Regions from separate parts of the Mus musculus genome. Here regions 2 and 3 are each linked to region 1. A link is a contact called in public promoter capture Hi-C data. All regions are on one chromosome and are shown on one strand. Each heading gives the region's core, a stretch centred on a gene start, on an enhancer-like site or on the middle of the called end of the contact. The rest is flanking DNA. Distances are from core to core; before and after follow the strand shown. Region 1 has its middle 6.2 kb from the start of Gm22371. Region 2 overlaps Aox2 (aldehyde oxidase 2). Region 3 holds the start of Aox4 (aldehyde oxidase 4).

The links. Promoter capture Hi-C pulls out the DNA fragments that hold promoters and counts their contacts.
Region 2: a contact with region 1 is called in a promoter capture Hi-C map of hippocampal neurons, with 2.3 times the contacts expected there. The contact joins two enhancer-like sites. A contact is called at or near these places in 1 of 39 promoter capture datasets (hippocampal neurons), 2 of 115 datasets of contacts at active chromatin or transcription factors (the NIH/3T3 cell line and extraembryonic endoderm stem cells) and 1 of 9 other capture datasets (embryonic stem cells).
Region 3: a promoter capture Hi-C map of hippocampal neurons shows a contact between it and region 1, with 4 times the contacts expected there. The contact joins the promoter of Aox4 here to the enhancer-like site in region 1. A contact is called at or near these places in 15 of 39 promoter capture datasets (the 3T3-L1 cell line, 3T3-L1-derived adipocytes, the HPC-7 cell line and 8 more), 1 of 484 Hi-C or Micro-C datasets (cortical neurons), 1 of 115 datasets of contacts at active chromatin or transcription factors (large pre-B cells) and 1 of 9 other capture datasets (embryonic stem cells).

The regions. Positions count from the first base shown.
Region 1 is chr1:57,427,150-57,430,018 of GRCm38.p6, reverse strand. No RefSeq gene overlaps it. Among named protein-coding and RNA genes, the nearest start is that of Gm22371, 6.2 kb to the right of the region's middle. Within about 2 kb of position 1,513, at least 80 of the 459 cell types and tissues checked have an H3K27ac peak or open chromatin away from gene starts, as enhancers often do. A contact at or near this core is called in cortical neurons, hippocampal neurons and neural stem cells, where this site is marked.
Region 2 is chr1:58,357,999-58,360,867 of GRCm38.p6, reverse strand. Aox2 (aldehyde oxidase 2) reads right to left here. Exons shown (of 36, transcript NM_001008419.2): 34 at 1,783-1,950. Among named protein-coding and RNA genes, the nearest start is that of Gm39644, 33 kb to the left of the region's middle. Within about 2 kb of position 1,522, at least 143 of the 459 cell types and tissues checked have an H3K27ac peak or open chromatin away from gene starts, as enhancers often do. A contact at or near this core is called in hippocampal neurons, where this site is marked.
Region 3 is chr1:58,209,036-58,211,904 of GRCm38.p6, reverse strand. It overlaps Aox4 (aldehyde oxidase 4), which reads right to left and starts at 1,508. Exons shown (of 35, transcript NM_023631.2): 1 at 1,277-1,508. The coding sequence starts at 1,330.

The sequences.
Region 1 (2,869 bases), core at 264-2,763:
AAAAGGAAGTAATTGTCGACGGGGATCCCTGAGCCCTGGCAATAAATCAAGCGGAACAAAGATGTGAAAGCAGCTGGAAGAGCGGGTGCCTCTTCCTTCCCTAGGCAGGGATGGCAGGCATCCTAGACACTGAAGCTTTTGTTAGTAATGTGATCTGAATACGCCAAAATCTCACCCTGAGGTTAAAGTGTACTCTGCCAGGCGTCGCTGCAAACAGTTTCATACAGATATGGCACACATCTTTGGAAAAGATGGAAGGATAAGAGTAAAGTCACAGCTACTGAGTACAAAAAAGAAAAAAAAAATCTTTTGATCCTCTTTTTTCTAGAGACTGTTCTGGTAGCCTTGTCACTGGATGCTCTTGGTACTGGTTTTAAATTATGGACCTATTGACAGAGTGGTGAAGTCTGTAGATTTCTCATCATTAAAAAAAATGCTTTAAAGTAAATACACTTAAAACTAAATAAAACCGTCTATAACAACTCAAAGCAAGCCAGTGGTATCAAAAGGTAGGTATTAAAATGTCAAAACAAAACCAACAGATATGTGATATGGTTCTATGTGTACTTCTATATTAATGTGCTAAATAACAAGAGCTAGCAGCAGGTTCCACAGTTACTGCAGTTTTAAAGCAATGAAGAGTGTGAGCAGTGTTTCTAGCTGTCCCGAGTGGGAGCTGCAAATTATCTTTGACTTGCGTTCACAATTGAATCAAAACTCTCCATTTCAGCTGGAGATGGATAAAAACCAACACGGGGTTTGCCCCCATTCCAGTTCTCGGAATTCTATCTGCCAAGATTTGTGCCCCGTCCCAATTTAAAGGCTACACCATGTAAACCTCACAGGCACCCAGTTTTTGGTGGGGTTCTGCCAGACAGAGGAGTACCGACCATTATGTTAGCAAAGGCTGCCGCCTGCTGGCCAAAACATTCAGACTGTTCACTTAATTGGCTGTGTTAGAAAACAATGGGGCAAGCTATTAATTCACTGACTCGCATCTAGAAATGGAGCAGGAGGCTACTTGTCAACCCAGCCCCATGGCATCCAATCAGTGCAGATTTAAAAGCCCCCTTTGGCTTAGCTGGCAAGTGCTGATGGCTGGTACTGTTGGTCATTAGCAATGTGGGACAAGACGCCAGCATGGCAGGCTGTTTCTAGGGAGATTGCTCTGCTCAATTCTGATCTGTGAAAGTACAGATCGCTTAAAGGTTAGATTTCCCAGTGGGCTTGTCTGACCAAGGTGTTCAGGATCTACTTTCAGTGCTAAGGGCATGGGGCTATATGGAGAGGAAGGAAAAGGAATTCAGAGCGACCCGTGTGCCAGAAACCAGCTAAGTACTTTCACGTATGCGGCTGCATTTAATTTCTAAGAGAATCCTGTTACTGTTATGATGAGGACTGAAAACAGTCACTAAGGCTTAGAAAGGAAAGTTGGCACCATCACTCGGAACGCATGCACCGCTTGGGAGCTCGCTTGCTTCCCAGTCTCTGCTCTAGTGGGTAGGTAGGCAAAGATTCTCACAGCAGTGCCTACTCCTGTTTGCCCAGTGTTCTGCAGCCTAGATTTTACCAATGGCACAAACCCAGACAAGTTTGTAAATCATTCCATGCCCCCATTCCCCTGTCTGTAAAATGAAGATAATGATAACCCCTCTTTAAGGTGGAAGTCTTGTTGGAAATATTGAGTGTGAGTCCCTAGGGCACTGTAGGCAATAGATAAATGACAACTACTATTAGTATAAGACAATTTTGCTTCATAGTGTTGGGAAAAGTATAACCTCTATGTCACACAAAGGAACACACGAAGAGTAATTCAGCAAAGTAATTTCTTTTTTCTTCTTTCTTTCTTTTAAATGGTGTGCCAGAATTCCAACACAGCTAACCAACACATTCAGCCAGAATATTCTGGCTTCTGTCTTTTATCCCTGACATAGGTGGTGACTGTGTCTCGTCACATTGGTGGGCCCTGGGCTTCACTGAAGGGACTCTAGCCAGCTCTAGAATGTAGGGCATGGCTCTGGCAGGTCTTACCCTTCTCCCCCATTCCCTCTGCCTTGCTAAAAAAATAAAATAAAATAAAATAAAAATAAATTACATTCCTAAAGCTAGCCATCAAGGTTCGTTCTTTTGGCCACTTACTTCTGAGGCTGACTACCAAGGTCCAGCTATCAAAGTATTATAGTTCAGCAATCAGAGCCCTCTTTGGCTCACCTAATTAACATGTCCAATTAAAATTAACCACATCCTCCTAACTTGGGGTTCCCTCTTTACCTTTGTAATCTGCCATTTGTCCCCTCTTTAGCTAGAGGCGGACTTTTGTTCCCCTTGGACAAATGCCCCTCCCCTCGTGTTCCTTTCTCCTTTCTCCCTTGTCCCCTTCCTCTTCTTCCTCTACCTCCTGTCTTTGTCCCTTACCCCTGCCCTCTGTCCCTCCTTTGTTCTGAGAACTTGATCTTGGATGTTCTGGGCAGATACTTTTCCTTTCACGTGACAGTCAGGAACGATTGGTCAGTTGCTGTAAGGAGGAAGGAGATGGGGTTGAGGAAATGGGGGCTTTTGTTGGGGCTGACAAGCTTTGATAAATTAAGTGTTTCTCACATTAACAGTTACAACAGCAGCTAAGTGTTCAGATGAGTACTTAACATTTAGCACTGTCTGGACGTTTTGGTTGTCTCTATAGAGGTGTCTAATGGTCAAAGGCTAGAAAACTATTAAATATTCTACACTGCACAGGACAGCTCTTCCAGAAACCATCAGAAAAGAATTATGTATTGGGGGCTGGAGAGATGGCTCAGAGGTTAATGGCTGCTTTTCCAGAGGTCCTGGGTTCAATTCTCAGCAAACACATGGTGGCTCACAGCCATCTGTA
Region 2 (2,869 bases), core at 273-2,772, 930 kb before region 1:
TGGTTTAGCCAACCGACCAGAGAGCTCTAGGGAATTTTATTTAGAATTATAATAACAGTAAGTAATAGTAATGGTGCTTGAGGGATAGCCCAATGGTTAACTCAGAGGACTAGAGTTTCATTTCCAAACGCCATGTCAGGTAACTCACAGGCTTACAACTGCCTGTAACTCCAGCTCCCAAGAATTCAGTGCTGTCTTCTGGCCTCAGTGGGTGCCTGCAGATATCTGCACACAGAGGCAGGCATATATGTGCAAAGACACATAAATAAATAAATATCAAATAGATAAGTAAGAAAATAAATTCTAAAAATGTAAGATGGAGATCAATCTAGGAAGATGCCCAGTGTCAGTATCAGGCCTGGCTTCTACACTCAAACACACATGAACACAAGTATACACACAAGAGCACGCACACATGTACCAAACACACATGCACATTCTCACAACAAACAGTCATTTCTGGTTGAAAGGATTATGGTTGATTTCAAGTTCCATCTTACTCTTTTTCTAAAGTGGACATGTCTTTCTCTCTCTTTCTTTCTTTCTCCCCTTTCTTTCTTTCTTTCTTTCTTTCTCCCCTTTCTTTCTTTCTTTCTTTCTTTCTTTCTTTCTTTCTTTCTTTCTTTCTTTCTTTCTTTCTTTCTTTCTTTCTTTCTTTCTCCCCTTTCTTTCTTTCTTTCTTTCTTTCTTTCTTTCTTTCTTTCTTTCTTTCTTTCTTTCTTTCTTTCTCTCTTTCTTATACAGTGTCTTATTATGTAGACCAGGCTATTCTGGGAACCACTGTGTAGACCAGGCTGGCCTTGAACTGACAAGCCTATCCACCCTTCCCCTCAAGTGCTCCATCAAGCATAGCATGTGTTACTTTTATAAAGACAAAATGTAAAACACTATTAAAATGAGCCTTACAATATTAAATATAGGCCCTACTATGAAGCGATATCTAGGAGCCATTGATGAATATTTTAGAAAGTTTGAGACTACTTTCACATTGAGAAAAGTGTCTGATTGATGGGCATTGCATAGTTAGTAGACAACTGGTGTCCACCAGGGTGTATTGACAAGGTCTCAGCAAGGAACTATCAGACTTGGCAGAAAATGCTGTCTCACCCCATGTGCCTCGGAGCCCAGCCGCCTGGCCTGAACTGTGAGTAAGAGCTAAGTGAGTCACTCCTTCCCACTGTATGTGACAGCTCTGCCAAACAACGCGCTGGCTAAAAACAGTCTGAATCTGGGGAAATGCAGGAGGCCATTTTCCAGCAGTCAGGCTGTGAGGAGGCTGAGAAGGAGGCTCGGATGAGCAGTGAAATTTCCGAGGCGCTCTTTATTACGTGCGTTTACTTTCCTTGCTCTGCGTCCACTCCAGAAAAGGATGCCTACCCTGTAAAATGGGACCCAGAGCACTGTTTTGAAGGTCACATGTGCTTAAGCTTTTGAGTAAGAGACAAGGTGATCTTACAGTGGCCCTGTGATGAGCAAGACCAGGAGAGTGCTATGCAGGAGCCCTGAGTTGAGAGGTGTCTGGTTCCTGCCTCTGTCCGTGGAGGAGGCACTGGTTGGAGGCAGATGACTGTCCTCATTGCTGTGTTCAGGAGACTAGGATGAATGTCTGAGCCACTACAGGACAATTCAGCCTCAGTCTCCCAGCTGCCAGGATTGCAAGCATTTACTACCACGCCCTATCACTTTATAGCTTGATTAGACACAGGTTAGGTCACAAACTGACACAGAAGCCAAGGGAGCAGGAAGTTGCAGTGAGCTTGCAGGAACAGAGCAGCTCCCTACCATGTCCGTGAACCGATCTGCACAGGCCATCCGCACCCACTCTGGGGTTGCTGGGCTCTTCACTGTGAAGTCCTCCGCTATGTCTCTTTGTCTCCGTGCCGCAGCCACCGCATCAACAATGGCAAAAAACACAGATGACCCTAGGAACATCCCAGACTCCCCGAGGCCCTGCAAGAAAACACATTTGTCTATTTTATTGGCCTTTTGAGACAGGGTCTCACTTTGTGGCTCTGGCTGGTCTGAAACTCACTATGTAGATCAGAATGAATTCACAGAGGTCACCTGCCTCTACAGTGCATTTGTTTTAAAAGCTTCTATAGTAGACAACAAGCTACTTTGGGACAGGGCGTCATCTTGTTCAGCACTGTATCCGCCTGCCTCTGCCTCCCAAGTGCTGGGATTAAAGGCGCCACCACCGCCTGGCTTTATAAATCACTTCTTAAATGGGAACTTTCTACATCTTCAGTTCTGTCTGGGTTAAGTATTTGTTCTATGGGAAGGGATGCACACTTGCTTACATGTACGTGCAGTCCATGTGTTTCTGTGGGGTAAGAGAAGGGCACCATTATTAGAACAGTCAATGGATTGACCTTGCCAGCTTCATAAGCAGAGGGGGAAATAGTTCCTCATTATGCCCCTGGGGCTAAGGGAAGCAGCATACTTGCCTGAGCTTTTCATTGTTGGGGGGAAACAACAGAATCACCAGCCATTTGGGAAGAGCTTATTTGGCTTACAGATCCTGATTATGAAGAAGAGTCAGGGCAGGAGCTCAAAGCAGAAACCAATGCAGAGGCCATCGAGGGATGCTGCTTACTGGCTTGCACAGCCTGCTTTCTTATAGAACCCAGGACCACTTGCCCAGGGTGGGACTGACCACAGTGGCTCCCCCACCCCCCATCAAATCCTGAGTCAAGAAAATGCCCCCACAAACTCACCTACCAGCCAGTCTGATAGAAACATTCTCTCAGTTGAAGTTCCTCTTCCCAGAGGACCCTGGCTTGTGTTAGCGGATAACATACTAACAAGTACAGTAGTGTATACTATACTATAGTACAGTAGTATATACTAACCCATAGTACAGTAGTGT
Region 3 (2,869 bases), core at 259-2,758, 780 kb before region 1:
CTAAGCACACGAAGTGGGAGCGAGGCCATTACTAATCCCCAACACGCAAGTGCACACAGCCCCAGGAGACAACCCCAGGAGAGTAGCAAAGCTCAGGGGTCAGACTGTAGTAAGCACCTGATGCCAGATATGGCTAAGTCAGAGAAAAGCACCTGGCATTCCACCAGCTGTGGGGGATGCAGTCTGTGCTGGACTTCGGAAAACCACCAGGCAGGACCTATGGAATGGCCCTGCTGTGATCTCTCAGCCTCTCACCAGCTCCAACGACGAGGAATCAGACAGAAGGATATTCATGCTGTGTTTTCTGGTTTTTTTTTTTTGGGGGGGGAGAACTTGGGAGAATTGAAAGGTACCCGTGTCCCCATCACTAGGACAAGCCCATGAAAGACCAGCACACTCTGGAAAGCCATGCACTGATAAAGTAAATTTTTTTTCACAGAGGAGCGCCCCAAGACCAGCTCAGTGTCACAGAAACAAAGCAAACAAAAGGGGTCTGCACCTCATACCACTGTTCTCAAATTCAGAATCCAGATGTGCAGGCACACAAACACCACATATGTCTCAAGGAGACACCCGCATCTCTGAGTGGGTATGTGAAAAGTAGGTGGGAAGATATGGGTTTGAGAGGCACAAAAAAAGACAAAGAGCCCCAACAGAAGCCACACCTTGGGGAGTCCGTGGGGTGATGGGCCCTAGTGGACACTGTGCTTCAGTCAAACTGAGCCCCTGGGTCTAAACAAATGAGCCGGTCGTGGCACCACACCATCTTCAGGCTTGCCCCGCCCCCCTTGACATTTTTATAATTTGTCCTAGAAATAAGGAGGCAGTCCTGTTCTGCCTCCAGGGTGATGGTCTGGCTGAGGGGTTGCTATCAATTGAGAGTCATGTGTGGTTGTTTTCTTCCTGTCTCTCTCCTGTTAAAGGGGCATTGGCCAACTGAGGTGGGGCACATTTCCAGGTGGGGTGCATTTCCAACAGGCGCAGAAGGAACGACCTGTCAGCCGCTCACCCCTGCAGCGTGCTGCTGGCCTTGTCGGAATTCACGCTTGCACCGCGCAGCAAATACCAGGTTCTTTTTCTTACTGTTTCCGATGAGAGAACGAAAAGCAAGCAGACATCCCACATTTGCATATTTGATGCCAAAAAGGGAGTTAACAATCCATGTTTAAGATTGTGCCACTGCTAAAAACTAGGAGATGTACCTCAGTGAAGAACAGTAAGCCTGACTTTTGCCCTCTGTGAACAAAGAGCCAGGTTAGTCACATCAGAAACTTACCTTTTTTCCATTCACAAAAAAAATCAGCTCGTCAGACTCGGAGACGGAAGGCATGGTGTCAATGGGGAGCCAGAAGCACAAATTTGAAACAAATGCCCTACCGACAAGGGTATCTGCTCCTCTATCTCATATAGCAGCACTGTAACTTGGGCACCTGCAGTCCCGGGGAAGCCAAATCGGCGGCACAGCCCAACACTGGTGATTTATAGTCAGCCCTGCCTGCCTAGCCCACAAAGGCTTGGCAGCAGCTCCAGCTTCTCTTTCTGGCACGAGTGAGTCAAGAATTCACGTGACGTTTTGAAGTCTAAAACTGGTTTGTTCATGTTGGGTTTAGACTCCGGGGTTCAATTATGAAAATCGAGTTTCAGGTGGATGATTACGAGTTACACGAACAAAACGAACCCGCCTGTAAATCGGTACCTTGCTGTCCACACCAGCGCGAGTGATTCCTGTCTCCCGTTTTTCTTGTATTTAATTACAAGGGAAGAGTCTTTCGTGAATGTGATGAAAGACAGCAAATGCATGTTTATTTTTTTTTTATTAATTCATTTTATGTGGTTAACTCATTTATGCTATTAGTTCATTTTGTGTGGGTATTTTGTACGCATGCCTGTGTTCCACGGGTGTGGCTGGTATTCACGGAGGCCAGTGAGGGCGTTAGATTCCCTGGAGCTGCAGTTACAGATGGTTGTGAGCAAACATGTGGGTGCTGGGAATCAAACCTGGGTCCTCTGGAAGGGCAGCCAGAGCTCTTAACTGCTGTGCCATCTCTCCAGCCTCCTCAACTGTGTCTTTAAGGCTTGACTATAACAACCAGCATGCACACTCTCTCTTCTTCATCTTTTCTCTGCTTACTTGTCTAGAACTCCTCACATTTGAGGATTTTAAGATTCTCATGCTCAGCAATACCCTAGGTACAAATGTACTTGAAACCACAACTATTCACTCAGGTTTGCTGTGGGCTGGAGGCTGTTCTTATGGACTGGGAATTATGGAGCACCTCAGGAGAGCATCATAGTCACCATCATCACCACTACCATCATCATCAGCATCATTATCATCACCACCACTACCATCATGACAATCATCCTCACTACCACTACAACCACCACCATCACCACCACCACCATTACTTTATAAATAAGAAAAATGAGACATCAAGATTTTAAGTGACTTGCCCAAAGAGCAGGGTTGCCTTGGAGCCTACAACTTTTTTTCTGAGATATAGCAGAATCCTGGTGGGGAGTGAGGCCAAGGAACAGTTTTGCCAATTTCTGAGGACCTTGGAGCCATCAAGAGAGGTGTCATGAGGCTCCTAATAGGGAGGGAAGGCATTTGGATTAGAGCAGGGGTGATGGGCTGCATTTCAGGATGCCCAAGGCTGCTATTGAGTATGGTGGGAGCAGATGTCCCAATGGGTGTGATGTTGGCTTATGAGAGAGGGGAGCTGCGCTGCAGAGACCAGCAGCTGCCTAGTGAGATTTTCAAGTTCCATCTGCACAGGTTAAGTTTGAGATGCTAACACACAGTCACACAGTCACACAGTCACACAGACAGACAGACAGACAGACACACACACACAGAGCAAATAGG